Linked DNA regions of Mus musculus: region 2 is linked to region 1. The links are chromatin contacts, called in public HiChIP or PLAC-seq maps. All regions are on one chromosome and are shown on one strand. Each heading gives the region's core, a stretch centred on a gene start, on an enhancer-like site or on the middle of the called end of the contact. The rest is flanking DNA. Distances are from core to core; before and after follow the strand shown.

Evidence for each region. HiChIP or PLAC-seq counts read pairs in DNA pulled down with a chosen protein or histone mark.
Region 2: an H3K4me3 HiChIP or PLAC-seq map of the SCID.adh cell line shows a contact between it and region 1, with 11 read pairs. The contact joins two enhancer-like sites. A contact is called at or near these places in 4 of 484 Hi-C or Micro-C datasets (Th1 cells, Th2 cells, embryonic stem cells and 1 more) and 1 of 115 datasets of contacts at active chromatin or transcription factors (the SCID.adh cell line).

The regions. Positions count from the first base shown.
Region 1 is chr2:9,488,968-9,496,600 of GRCm38.p6, reverse strand. No RefSeq gene overlaps it. Among named protein-coding and RNA genes, the nearest start is that of Gm13218, 100 kb to the left of the region's middle. Within about 2 kb of position 2,645, at least 45 of the 459 cell types and tissues checked have an H3K27ac peak or open chromatin away from gene starts, as enhancers often do. A contact at or near this core is called in the SCID.adh cell line, where this site is marked.
Region 2 is chr2:9,555,178-9,562,810 of GRCm38.p6, reverse strand. No RefSeq gene overlaps it. Among named protein-coding and RNA genes, the nearest start is that of Gm13218, 34 kb to the left of the region's middle. Within about 2 kb of position 4,545, at least 7 of the 459 cell types and tissues checked have an H3K27ac peak or open chromatin away from gene starts, as enhancers often do. A contact at or near this core is called in the SCID.adh cell line, where this site is marked.

The sequences.
Region 1 (7,633 bases), core at 1,396-3,895:
CATAATCTTCCACTTAAGTGCAATGTCGGTCAGGTAAGACACAGAGCAACCGACGACCATCCCTGGCCCGTCACATTCCTTATATCTGAGCAGTCATTTCACATTTCACCAGTCCAGATCAGCTTTGCCTGGTAAAGACATTTCCAAAGGAAATCAGCAGCTTCATTTCACTTGAGTGAAAAGTTCTATTTGCTCTAATTCTTTTTCAGGTACTGGGCATTGAACCCAGGATTACACATAAGCTAGGCGAGCACTCTACTACTGAGCTGCATCCCCAGCCCTGCTATAAAGTTCGGATACCTACCCATGTGGAGCAATTACAGTCATGAAATCCATCCGGCAAGGAGGAAAGGATCAGTGGCAAATGTGCAAATGCTGTTTAAGCTCCATGTTCAGTAAGTATGTTCAATAGGTTTGCTGAGCCATGGGAGAGCCTTTCCCACTCAAATCAGCTCTCTCTTCTGTGTCTAATTTTTAGCTTTGGTTCCTTTCACTATTTGGAATTCAGGAGACTGACTGTTTCGTTTTTCCACCTTTTTATATATAATTAAAATATAATTATATCACCTCTTCTTCCCTTTCTCCCCAGTCCGCCCTGTGTCACCCCTCTCAAATTAATTGTCTCTTTAATTGTTATTGTTATATGTATATACGAATGCACGTATAACAGCAACATGAGTCCATTTAGTGTTGCTTGTATGGTATGTTTTTCAGGCTGAGCGGTTGGTATCAGAAAACCAAGTAGGGGGCTCATTACTGGGAAAGACTAATTCTTCCTCTTTTAATAATTGTTAATTGCCTGTAACTCTTCATCTAAGAGTGGAGTCGCATGAGATTTTTGCCATTCATGCTGGCATGTCAACTGGTATTCAGGTCTGCCTTAAGTAACCCTATTGTTGAGATTTCGTGGGTGTGGCTGCCTTTGAAACAAATGAAGGTTAAATAGAGAAGTGTACAATGTCTAATTTGAAAGCACATCCCGTTAGTCACCAAATTTGCCACTTCTTTCTAGCACCATTAGAAATCCGATTAAGCCCAGAGGACATCATTTCCCTGTCCACACATTGTCCTGGGACTCTCACTCTATTTTATTTTATTCTTTTATTTTTGACACAGTGTTTCTCTGTTGTCCTGGAACTCACTATGTAGATCAGACTGGTCTTGAACTCACAGAGGTTTGCCTGCCTCTGTCCCCCTGCCCCAGAGTGCTGGGATTAAAATCCTGTGCCTCCACCACTCCCTAATTTGATCTCTTGGGAGGTGTCTAGTGGCTTTGCAGAAAGAAATCCTGTATATTGAATTTGTAGGGTTGAAATTAATACTAAAAAGGTTTTTTTTTTAAAAACCAGTTTAATGTTCTCCTCAAAAGATTAGTGAACAATTATTAAACTTACTGCTATTACGTTTTCTTTGAGGTAGGGTCTCATGTGGTCCATGCTGGTCTCAAACATCGTGAATTATATGTAGCTGAGAATGAACTTAAAATCTTGATTCTCCTGCATCCATACTTCAAGTGCTGGACTGACAGGTGTAAACCACCATTCCCTGACTCGTTAAGCTTTTGACTGTCCTAAATACTTGTGCCTAACATGAGCATTAACTTCTTAATTTTTGTATTTAACTAAATGCATGCTTTGTTAATTTGGTTATTAGTTTTCTGTATTGCAGTTTAATTTTATAAGTGTGTATGTGTCCTTTCCATTTTTAATATCTTCTTTCTTCTCTCTTTCTCCTTTTGATCTTTAGTTCTTTTGTTTGTATGTTTGAGTATGGTGTATGCGTGTGTAATATATAGATGCTCCTGTGTGTATGTGCATGGAGAGACCAGAGGTTGGGGAATTGGCCGTCTTCCTTGATTACTTTCTACCTTATTTCTTTGAGGCAGGGCTTCTCCTCGACACTGAAGCTCATGTTCTAGGATGGCAGCTTGCAGGGCTATGGTCCTCCGATCTCCCCTCCAGTGCTGAGGGTGAGGTGTGTGGGAGACCATGGGCTTATGGCTTATTCCATGGGTGCTGGGGCTTTAACTTGGGTTCTTATTGTTATACAGCAAACATTCTTAATCACAAAGCCACTGCTTAGATGCTGGTGCCTCTTAGTATAGCTTTTGAATTCTTGCCTGTGTCTAGCACAAAGCTGAGGATGTGGTAGCATCCAACGTATTTGTCAGTGGAATCTCAGATGAAAATATCTCATAGCCACACACTATGAAAAAGTTTCCAGGTCTCCAGATTGTGGCAGTAGTGATTCTTGCTGTGTCTTTTCATTTGAACAGCCCCATGTTGAATTGTCATTCCCTTTGATAGGGTGAGATTTTTAAAACGTGGCAATTTTTTACTTGAGCCACATTAATTTCTCACATGGAGAGCTGTCTGCATATAGAAGCTCAACAGTGTGCCTGGGTGCCAATAATGGAAGTGACCAAAACTTCTACCATAAATTGCCAAACGTCTCTCGGAGAAGGAGATCCAAAGTCACCCTACCGCAGGGGCACTATCAATCACAGTGGGAATCATGACAGTTATTGTGGGGACTCAGAATATGATGCTTAAAAGTGTGTCACTTTGGTTCACTGCCTGTCACGTACTCACTCAAGACTGCAAGGCCTAAGGAGCAGCTTCAGAAGCAGCCTGACTCCTCCCCTCCTATTTCCTGTCCTTTCCCCCCTGCAGCAAGCCATAGAAGCCAGAACTCTGCCTCTAAGTGAGTCACAGGAACTGGAATCCCTCTTCCCCAAAGCAAGTCGCAACCACCAGAAATGCTACTTGACCTTCCAGAACCTGGGTCTCTGGGTAGAGGTCAGCCATAAGGAAATTCTCTGATCCGCCTTTGTCTTGCAGTCACAGGTCACAGGACCGACATTGCAGAGGGATTTGGCCTTATACCCAGGAGGAAGGAATTCTCAACAGGGAGGCTAAGAAGAATCTGAACAGACAGGCCCTGCTGGCTTCTCCTCCTCAGCCATCCTTTAGATCTTTCTCTTTGTGTCTAGGGACATGTCTCTTGGGTTACCTATTCTTCACAGCTCCTTGGTAGAACAGTAGATTCATTTTATGGACTCTTTGAGTCTTTCTTTCAGAAGAAGCCTCTTGGTCATGTAACACTTGGATTAAATAGTTAAGGAACCAGCCTCCCTCCCTCCCTCCCTCCCTCCCTCCCTCCCTCCCTCCCTCCCTCCCTCCCTTCCTTCCTTCCTTCCTTCTTCCTTAATTTTCCTCCCTTCCTCCTTCCTTTCCTCCTTCTCCCTCCCTTTTTCTTTCCTTTCCTTCCTTTCTTTTCTTCTTTGTACCGGAGATTGACCATAAGGCATCATGCGAGCCAGGCAACCGGTCCACCATTGAGTTATAGCCTCAGACCAATTTTTATTTTTTATTTGGACTCAGAATTTTATTGAGTTGCCATCTTTAACTCACTCTGTAGCCAAGGATGCCCATGAACTAGTGATCCTCCTGACTCAGGGTCTTGACTACTGATTGCTATACCAGACCTGGCTGTGATGAATATCTCTTCCCTTTCCTTTCTTTTGCTATCTTTCCCTTCACCCCTTTCCTTCTCTTAAAAAAATATATCTTACTTTTTAAAAAAGTCAAAACCACATTTTATTTTAGGTATAGAGTACAGTTTACATATTAAAACAACACTATAATAGAATGACTTGATATAGTTTTAATTGCAAGGAAAAAGGTATAAATCTCAGGTTCTAAATTCCCTCCCACCAGAACAAAATCACAACAACAGAAACAAAACCACCCCCCCCCAACATTTTCTAAATGGGCCAGTGTAATAAATGTATTCAGCGAGTCATCATGTCTGGTTCCTATTGCGCTAATGATCAATGGAATTAAAAAGAAATCCAGCTTTCACAATCACAAGATTAACAGGTCAGATTCCCTTGGAATGCAAAAATGCTACTTTAATATGCAGACAGTTAAATTCACATATCTCCCGCCTTGAAGGTGGGGTGGGGGAGGGTGGGCAACAATGACAGGCCCAGAAACTAGGAGAAAACTTTATGTCCTCCTTCATGACTCTTTTGCCTGCAATCCCTCCTTCCTTGTTACCTAGTATTACCTTCCCTTGGTCTCGTTCCTAAATGCTCTACTTTACCCACATTTACATATGTGCAAGGATACTATAGGCTGGGATCCTCAGACAGGGAGAGCAGTCAGCTCATCTTGTTTTTGTTTTTTCCTGAGCTTGAGACATTCACTTAGTATTATATATTCCAGGTTCATCTGTTTTCCTGTGAATTTCACGATTTTAGCTTTCTTTATAGTTGAATAATATTCCACTGAATGTCGGAAAAGGGGAATTCTTGTTCACTGCTGGTGGGAGTGCAAGTTAATACTAGGCATTATGGGATTCAGCTTGGAGGTCCCTCAAAACACTAAAACTACCCTATGACCCAGTTCTGCCCCTCCTGGATGTTCACTCAAAGAACTCTACATCTTACCACAAAGATACATATGCATCCTTATGTGTTGCTGCTCTATTCACAATAGCAAGGAAGAGGAAGGAGCTCAGATGCCCATCAACAGAGAATAGACAATGAACATATGGTACAAATTCATAGGGGAGAATTATTCAGCTATAAAGAAAAATGAAATATCTTAGAAGAAAACTCTTGCTGCTATGTATGCAAGGCTAGTCCAGAACTCATGGTCCTGGTTCAGCCTCCCAATTGCAGGGATCCTAGGCATGTAGCACCATACCCACATAGTCAATTGTTATTGTCTCTTTTGTTCATCTCTCTTTAATTGTGGAGAGGAACCACAGCTTTTCATCCTTCCAATACCAAAATCCAGTGGCTCAACAATTTTTGACAGGTGTGTGTGTTCATGGAGTATTCCTCAAGGATTTGGGCTTTTAATATAGGGAAGAGACTCGGGTCTAGAAGCATCCAGTGTGCACCATCTCCCCTTCTTCAACTACATTTCAGAAAGGTCTTTCAGTTGACTTTGTAGAGATTACAGATATTTATGTTATTTAGAATGATACCTCCGGGCATTGTAGCGCACAGTCATAGGGTAGAAGACACACCATCTCCAGGGCTAGAATTGAGTCCCCCTTTCACTCTGTGGCTCATGATTAGCAACTGAGGCCTCAGTGCTCAAACCAAGACAAGCCTCTCCCGGGAGCTCTGACTCCTTTCCTCAAAGCTGAAATTGTGGTTTTGTTCTCGAACTTTTCTGCAGTACAGAGGCAGAGAATTGGTTCCCCGTGTTGTGAAAATATGAAAGACAATCCAACAAATCAAAAACTAAAGAATCACAACTGCTTGTTCATTTCTCTCTGTGTGACATATCCTACTTTTGTCTTTTATTCTTTCTGTCCATTAAATTCAATACTGCCGATGTAACGATGTAACGATGTAACTGTTTGACTCTTAAAGGGATGGAGCCCCCTCATTGACAGGACCCTGGAATAAACCCCTTTCCTGAGGCATGTGTAACCCAGCTACTGGGTTGGTGCTGGGTATGTAATTTGCACTTGAAATTCAGAAGAGACCTGCCAATCAATTCTTGAAGCTTGCCATTGACCCAGAGATGCTGTTATCTTAAAGCTTTATCTTCTAAGACAATGCTGACTAACGGCTTTTCTTTTTTTCCTGTTTGTCCTGAAAGTATAACAAATAAGCTTAATTCTCCAAAAAGTATTCAAAAATACCTTTTAGCTCAACACAATGCTAGTTATTTCAAGAGGCTAATAAAAGAGTTGTGCAAGTTTTTATACTTTTCATTCTGTATGTATGTATGTATGTATGTATGTACGTACGTACGTACGTATGTATTTGGGTTTTTTCATATATAAGAGCACCCAGTCACATTTAATCTTGGCTTGCACCAAGCCACATTAAGTTTGTTTGCATAGAACTGATAGATCTGCCATTAGCTCTTATGGTCCCCTTTTCATCTCTCCAGTAAGCCCTCCAATTTAAGTAAGAGATTAAGCACATCCTCACCAGGGAGATCCATAGATATCATCCACCTTTCCTGGATGTAACTTCTGAGATTTGACTCCAGGCTTAAGCTGTGTTTGTTGATGGAAAAGGGTGGCTTACCAGTTCTAACCATGCCTAACTGGTAAGAACTCAATGACCACTGATTGAGCGAATGAAAGGGCTCCAGGAGAAGATAATTTACAGAGATAGAATGTGCCTCGGTATACAAATTATTTAGGATAGCTTTGCTCAGCAGAGATGTTGGGGAACCTCTGTTCTCTAGAGATATGAGCAATCTAGAGATTTCTCTTTATATTACCCACAGGACGGATACCTGTGGAGTGTAGGCAGGATTTCCTCTGGTTGCCATCTAGCCTGTAGGACCACAGGTTGGAAGCCAGCTTTTTAATGACCCCATGGCCCCAAGTTCCTTATCCTCATCTCTCAACCCTACCTCATTTCTTGAGTGAATTTTGCATTTTAGAGACCTTTTAGATTCAGAGCAAAGATGAAAAGATAATACAAAATTCTGGTGGGCCTCCGCTCAGATTTCTTAACATTAATCTCATATTACAGTGAATCTTTGACCCTATTTTATTTTATTTTATTTGGATTTGTTGTTGTTGTTGTTGTTGTTGTTGTTGTTTTTTAAAGTTTTACTCCATAGCCCAGGCTAATCTGGAACTGACTCACTGTATAGCTCAGGCTAGCCTAGAACTCATAGTCCTCTTGCCTTTGGCTCCACAGTAAACCTAGGGCCCATTACATTTTTAAAATTTCTTGTTTTGTTTATACCTAAGAGGCTGTTTTCTTATGAGTCCAGCAATGCTCAGAAAAAAATAAGAGGCTTAGTATTTTGACAATTGTTTAGTTGTTGGTTGTTGTTGCTCCATTCTTCATCAAAGAAGGTAAACATGCTATTTGAACTTACTCCATGTTAAAATGTACAGGGATGACGTACATCTCTTCCTGATGTGTGTGAGTAGGGATAAGACCACATCAATCATCAGTCACATCTCCCACCTTATATGTCGGGCAACAGCTATGAATCAACATGAAATGTTTTCATCTGCAACATGAAAAACTTGGGTTTTTCTTCTGTGTGACCCTTGCCTTTTTCATACTGTGTGTCTTCCATCAAAGGTCTTGTTTGATTGTCTGTATAGAAAAGACTATTGGTGAAATAAGACAGGTTGATGGCAAAGAAAAACAGAGAGGTTCAAAAGACTAGTAATGTTGATTGGAATTAATGAACCTCTTAAGAATGTCTTGGAGAAAAATATGATACACATGGATAAAGCTTGAGCTAATGTTTCCAGCTTGGTTGTTAAAGATAATTTTGGTTAGATTAAAAAGGTAGTCAATAGTTAAGATCACTCACTGTTCTTATAGAGAATGTAGGTTCAGATGTCAGCACCTATATGGTAGCTCATCCGAATCTGGAAGTCTGTAACTCCATTTATAGGGGATCCATTGCCCTCTTTTTGAGCTCCAAAGAGATTAGGCACATATGTGGCACACTTATGAAAATGCAGGTAAAACACTTAGAGTACAAAAATTAAAAAAAAATAAAAAAAAGATTATTTTGTTTTTAGTTAAGATCTCCTTTTGGGTTCCCAAGTATCGATAACAAAATGAGATCAAAATGGGAAAAGAACATTGCGACAGCTTTGTCTGGCTAACAAAGCAATG
Region 2 (7,633 bases), core at 3,296-5,795, 64 kb before region 1:
ACTTTGATGCATGGAAAACAGCCCTCTGAAGCTGGTGGTGGGGGTAGGAATGGGGGTACTGGTGAGGGTGGCTTACACTGGGTTTTGCCCTTTCATCAGACTTCTTAGGTTTAATTGTATCTCCCTTATATCAGCCTCTCTTAACCACAGATCCTCGTCAAGAACAAAATGCATGAAATTGTTTGAGTGGCTGTTTTCTAAATTTTTCTAAGGAGAATGTGTCATTAAGACCCGCCTGTTCTAAGTATGTTGGTGTGAAGTTATTTTATTAGATAAATAGACATATTATGGGGACATGTAAAGATGTAACTGGTACTCAGTTGTCTTGGGCAAGTGTTTATTGTTGTTTGCTTTTTTTAACATCTGTATTTTAATTTTTGTGTATGTGTGCACACACACGTACACACTCCAATGCATGAGCCACAGCACGTGGAAGAGGATGACTTGTCGGGGTCGGCTCTCTGCTTCTATCCTGTACACTGTGGGGGAGCAAACAGATTGCCAGGTTTGGGGCCAGGTGCCTTTATCACTGGTCCACAGGCAAGTTTTGCCCTTTATCTCTTCTAAGGCTTATTCTTGTCACCAATTAAGATGGCAGCATTTGGTACTCAGCCTCCAACAGTTCACAATTCTCAGTGTATGCTCACCCTTTCAGAACAACGGACAGGTGAACCAGGTCCCACCTGTTTGTCTTCATTGCCTCTTCTTGTCTCCTTTCCAGAGGTCTTGTTATCTGACTACGAGCCTCGGGTTCTAATCAGCAGAGGGAGATTGTGTTTAAGAAAAATAAACTTTCCAACGCAGCTTACTCAATACCCAGCCTACTGAAAACAAGAGCAGTGCCAAAGAACCATCGTCAGGATGTTTGTGAGCACTGCCTCTCAACTGAACAGTTCCGTCATCTGGGAAGTCTGGTGGGCAAGCAATATTATTTATTTAATGACCTGTTTTAAAAATCTAGTGTGTGTCAGATGAAACAGAGATAAGACATGAATGAAAAAAAGACGTGTTCTCATGTAGTTTACGGTCACATGAAAGAGTCAAGCACACCGACAAATACATAGTGCATAACACAGCATTCAACCGTCTCCTAAAATCGATGTGGAGGAGGGCTAAGGGTTTAGTATTGAAGCATCACATCTGTATTAATCATTCCTTGCCAGACAATTGGCTTTGAGAAGGCACCTGAAGCCAGAGCATGAAGAAGGTTTAAGAAGTCCTTAAAATCATCTGGATTCAAGTATTGAGGATGGGGAAGAGGGGCATGTGAGCCTGCCAAGGCTCTAATGAAATGGAAAGAAAAGAATTTTTATTTTGTAGATAGAAATTGATTTAAGATAAGACAGCTTGATGATTGAGTGATCAGATATGGGTATCAAAGATGAGAAAGGACTACACAGCATAGGATACAAAGATGGCAGGCTCATTGGTGATAAGGGAAAGCCGGGAGCAACAGGTCCTCAGGAAAGAGGGCAAGTTTAGTTTTGAGTATGTTGCATTTATAGAGTTGTGTGGCCTGCAGACAGAGATAATGGATAATTGTGGTAGGGTGTATATTTGAGAGCTGACCTGGTGTAGATTATGGATGTTGATGAGATAGTCCAAGAGGAATCAGTAGAGAAGAAAAGAGATGTGAAGAATGTCCTAAGGGAAACAAAAGATAGCAAGAGACATGCACTGATGGAGAGAGGTAAAGGAGAGGCTGCCAGTTGGTGCTTGCTCAGTAAATAAGGATATTATTGTTATTAGGATTCTAACATTTCTCATTGTTTCCTGTACTCTTGGTGGATGCTCAGTACTGCTGAATAAGTGGGCTGGGCCTGAGAAGGAAATTCCAAGAGTTGACCGTGGTCACAGTGTCTTATGCCACCAAACGTGAAGACAAGCACTGGCTATTAGGAGGTTATCTGTGACAATGGTGGGGGGGGAGCAATTTCAGCGGAACAGTTTGGGGAGAGGTCAGAATGCACAGTGAAGAGTAAGTGGCCCAGAGAAACATGGCAACAGAGATTTTCTGCTTTCTCAAGAAACAAGACTGCAGGCTGTGGATGTCTGGCAAGTGTAGAGTACCTGCTCTAGTGTGTATGAGGCCCTTGTTTGAACCCCTCCCCAGTAACGCACAAAACACAGCATGATGAAAAAGGCGTGCACTGCCAGCATTCAAGAAGTAGAGGTAGGAGGATCAGGAATTCAAAGTCATCCTTGGTATAGTGAGTTCAAGTCCAGCCTGATCTACATGAGGTACTGTCTAAAAGAAAAAGGGGGAAAGGATGAAAGGAAAGAGAGCAAGCAAGAAAGGAAGGAAGGGGGTAAGAAGAAAAGAAAGAAAAGAGCTGGGTGTGGTGGCACATGATTTTAATCCTGTATGTAGGAGACAGATCCTTGACGCTGAGGTTAGTCTAGTCTATAACAGCGAGCTCCAGGCTTCAAAAACAATAAATAAACAAAACAAACATTTAAAAATATCTACAAAGAAAAAGAGAGAAAGAGAAAAAGAGTAGACTAGGAAGAAGAGAAGAGACACTTGTGCCAGCAAATAACCAGTGCCCGTTAAACTGCCCAAGATGGCAGTTCCTAGGACTCCTCTCCCATGGCCCAGCTGACCCTTGCCTTCTATCCTTGGCTGGCACAGGGGCCCCAGGCTGACATCCACATTTGTTGCTCCAGCCTCACAGGCATAGATTTTTATAAAGTTCCATTTTATGGAGCGCCTACCTCCCTGACTTCTACCTCCTGTTGCTTCTGCTCCTCATTCCTGAACCACAAGGCAACCAACTGTAACAATCCTTTGTTTTGTGGGACCGTGAAAGGGTGGGAGAATTTAAAAAAACAAAACAAAACAAAACAGGAAAAACAAAAGTTGCATCTGGAGACACAATTTCTTATGTTTTTATCTCCTTTTCTCTCTGTGTTTTTCCTTTTGATCACACAAAGTACTCTGAGATCTGACAACCAAAATTGTTCTTTCAGAATCTCCAGTGGGTTGGTGATAAATTGAGAAGGTGGAGATATCTTTAGTTAACACAAAATCATAGCCCCAAACATACTTCTTTTGAAGATTCTTTAGAGTAGAAGAAAATGAGCACAAAGTTGTGTTTATTGAAACAAACATTCATTATTATTATTATTATTATTATTATTATTAGCAGCTACAGAAGGCCACTTTCACACAATTCTATAGTGAACGCTGAACACAGGCTTCACCTCTGCTACCCTCCCCTTCTCAGCCTCCTCCCCACCCCCAGTCTCCTTCATCCCCCACTAATCTATATAAACTATTAGGATGCACAAAGAAGGTAGTAAGCCGAACGTCATAAGCACAACAGAACAGTGTACTTTCCCTCCTCCCTTTAATGTTTCTGTTTGTGTGTTTCTAATTTGGAAAGAAAGATAAATTAAAATATGTATGGGTATCTGTGTCCATCAGATCCCTGTGAACTTCAGAAACAATGGATGGTGGTAAGCCAACAAGTGGGTGCTGAGAACTGAACCTGGATCCTCTGCAAGAGCAATAGGTGTTCTTTGGTGCTGAGCCATCTCTTCAGTCCCCTTGAGTAAACTTTTAAAGGCTAATCAATCTATTAGCCGTAGACATCTACTTAATTAACTACTAACAACTTCAAAACAGTGGTTTATTGAATTTGATGCTATGTATTCACTGCCACTATGATTTTAATAGTGGATAAGTTATGGCATCTATAAATCACAGCTTGGGAGTTATTTTCAACTTCACTTTCAGTATTTATTGCTTGTCTGGGCTCATCTAATTGAAAGTCTTTTGAGCCCCATAAGTTAGAACAGACATTACAAGTGGATCGGTTTTAATCTGAAAACACTCCCTCTGCTTCTTCTTCTTTTTCTTCTTTTTTTTCCCCTCTCTTTCTTTTAATGTTCAATGAAGTATCAGAAACACAGACTTAAAACAAAGTGGTTAAAAGAAGTAGTCTCGTTGTCAGCATGATTTATAATGGCAGCTGTCTGTAGTTTTATACAATTGAGTCTTCATTGCCCTAAAAACAGGTAAATTAACGTGTGGTTTAGTCCTAACCACAGATCTTACCAGGCCCTAGTTCCCAGGCTTGTTCCATTTTGCTTTTTTTTTTTTTTTTCTTCTTGCAGGTTTGTTTGTGGCTATGAGACAGCATTGGTCTTAGGACTCTTGATGAGAAAATGGAGTTGCAAGACTGGGGAAGCTGCTCAGTTGGTAGAGTGTTTGCCTACCAGGTATGAAGCCCTGGGTTCTGTTGCCAGCAGGACAGAACTGAGTGGTGCACATGCACATCTTTAATTCCTGTGCTTGGAAGGTGGACACTGAAGCTCAACCTTGGCTACCCCACATATTAAAGGCTAGCCTGGGCTACATAAGCCTCTCTCTCTCTCTCTCTCTCTCTCTCTCTCTCTCTCTCTCTCTCTCTCTCTCCTCCCCCCTTTATCACTGTCTCTGTGTCTCTCCACCTCTCTGTCTGCCTGTCTGTCTCACACACACATACACAGGTATGAAGAAAGGAAAAGAGAAAAGGGGCAGCAAGCTTTCACACTGCTGAGCTGCAGGAGTTCAGTGTAAGGAAGCCCGGTTCACCACAGCGGGTACTTTCCTCACTAGGCAGAGGGGCCTGTTTCTGCAAGCTCCCAATCCTGACACAGGTCTGGGAACTCCTCTCTTCCCACCCACAAGGCTCAGAAACCTGTTCTCTGTGGTTTTTGAAGCAGCCAAGGATGGGGAATGCAAAAAGGCGTCCTAGAGGAAGCAGCGTTTGAGCTGGGCCTTGAAGGGGTGCAAAGAACTCCAACAGCCATAGAAGAACAGCTTAGCAGGGCTTCTGGGAAAACAGGAAATATTGCTGAAGTGGAGAGGGGGGTCTCTGGATGAGGTTAAAGAAAAAGAGTTGTGTGTGTGCATCATGCTGTATGTGAGTGAGCCTAGTCTATATTCCACTTGTCAGAGTACTGGGCAAACAAACAAATGTGCAGTAGGGACCTGATATTTTATTTTATTATTCTGTTTTACTTTTTTATGTGTTTTTTTGAGACAGGGTTTTTCTGTGTAGCCCTGGCTATCCTGGAACTCATTCTGTAGACCAGGCTATCCTAGAACTCAAGGATCTACCTGCCTCTGCCACCCAAGTGCTGGGATTAAAGTCGTATGCTACTATGCCCCTAAGGGATTTTATCTAGTACATTTGAATTGACTTTTTAGTGATAAAGTCCCAGAATCCCACCCCACTGTCTTTTGTGATGGATTTCCTAATCTTATAAACCACAGCCATCAAAGACAGAGTGCCGTGTCTTAATTAAGGGCATATTCTAAAGGAGACCTCAGTGGTGTGGGGAAAAGCATGCCATTTGATTCCAAAACAAGTTCAATCATCAAACACTGCTAAGGAAAGCAGTGGCTCTCTCCAACGCACACTGCACTCTCAGCCAGCCGGCATGTTTAATTCTCACTCCTATTGTGCCTTTGGCTGGGAGATGGATCTTTCCAAAGCTCTTACTTCTTTATGAAGAAAACAGGGACAGAAATCATGACCATCTATCTTGCCAAGATGACTGGGAGGATTAAGGTAATAAATCTGACATCCCTGATACAGTTTGTAGTTAATAAACAGTAGTTCTAAGTGGGTGGTGGATCGTCACATTCTATATTTTTAATTAATTAATTACGTGTGTGTGCGTGTGCGTGTGCGCGTGTGCGTGTGCGCGTGCTCGCGCATGTGTATCCAGAGGACGGCTTGCAGAAGTTGATTCTCTCTTACAACTATGTGGAGTCCCTGGGCTGACTCAGGTTCTTATGCCTGACTGCCAGCACCCTTTATTGCTGAGTCCACAGACTGGCCCTAATTGTCCTGTATGAGACACTAACCCTCACATTTTATATGTTGCATGTTTGCTAAGTACCTAATGTGACCCTGAGAATAAGTGAATCTGACAGTGGTTTCCAAGGGACCTAGATTTGGGGGGTGCATGAAGCGAGGACTCAGGTATTAGAGCCAATAGCATCACACAGAGGCACAGCATCATCCACTAAGTACACTTGATAACCATATACCTCACAAGCCAGGGCAGTATTGGAGGGGATTCCCATTGGATCCTGATGAAGCTGCATGTGATTACAACTACAAGGAGAAATTGAAGATCAGCAGGCACGTAGGCCGTGGGTATCACATGGAACTGGAAAGGAAGAACATGTCTGGGACTCAGTGGGGAGTAGCCAGCATCTTTTATTTTTATTGTAATTGCTACAACAAATAATCTACAAGCTGGGTAGCTTAAACAAATTAATTTTCTCGTCTTGTCATTCTGGAACCCAGAAGTGTCAACTGAGGTATTGATCATATTGGTTAGGGTCATCTTGTAGGTGGGGAGAAAGGAGCCACCCTTACCTCTTTTAGTTTCTTTCTGGTGACCTAGGAGATCCTAGAGGGGTATCACCCCTGTCTTGGCCACTTCACATGTCTGCCTTCCTGCTTCATCTCTGTCTTCACATGACATTCTTCCTGTGAGTCTGTGTCTAACCTCATTTTTCTGGTGAACACACAAAGTCATATTGGGTTAGAGTCAAGGACCCCAGTAGCCTCACAGTCACAGAGACATTGTTCCAAATAAGGTCATATTCATAGATAGAGTGGTCAGGAATTCAATATATCTTTTGATGAAGCATAGTTCAACCTATAGCAGCGAGGTTTGTCCTATCAACAAATAATCAACGTGAATGGTTGAGTATCGACTCGAGAAGAAGGAGGGACATCAGAGGAGAGTAACCCAGTACATGCTAAGCAGAGTGACCCAGAGTCACCATTAGATCTAGCAGCAAAGGAAGCAGAACTGATGCTGTGTCCTCGTGTCACTTCCCATGAGTCTGTAGTGGAGTGCTAGGGATGGAGCCAGGAGCTTGTACTCAGACGTGGGCATAGACTGCTCTTAGGTATCACCAGCAGGCTGGGGGTTTATGGAAGAATATTTCAACATGGGGCATCCTGGAATATCTGCATACATGGAGCTGAAACAGTCTAAAGGAAAGCAAGATTAAGGCAAACCAGAATATCAGACCTATACACACAGTGATGGGGTGATGGAGAGAAAGTGCAACCCTGGAGCTTAGGAAGGAGGAGGAACTTCAGGGATACAGGACGAAGCCTGCTTCGAATAGCTGCTGCCACTGCTTGATTATGGTTTGGTTATGTGCACACATTGGTGGTACTCCTAAAAGGCAACGGAGCCTTGAAGACATAGGTGCTCGTGCGAGGTGAGTACGTCATGGGGGTTGGTCCTTTGGGAGAAGGTTAATGCATTCCTGTGAGATCCCGAATTTGTCTGTGCACGATTCAGTTGTGAGAGAAGCTCTGGCTGCCGAGTCCTCTCTCTTCCCGTCTCGGTGTGCATGGCTCTGCCACCATGACACCACCTCCATAAAGCCCTACAAGAGGATAAACTACGTCTTGAATATTCAGCCTCCAAGACTGAGCTACACAAACCTTTTCTCTTTCTTCACAAAGTGATAGTCTTAGAGTGTTTTTCTGTAGCCATAAAAAAGGGAGGAACATCAGGGTGACTTGTGCAAATGTGTAGGTGAAGAAAAGGTGCCAGCAGCAAGAAGTTCTTCACATCGCTAGGACACAACTCAAACTCTGCTTCT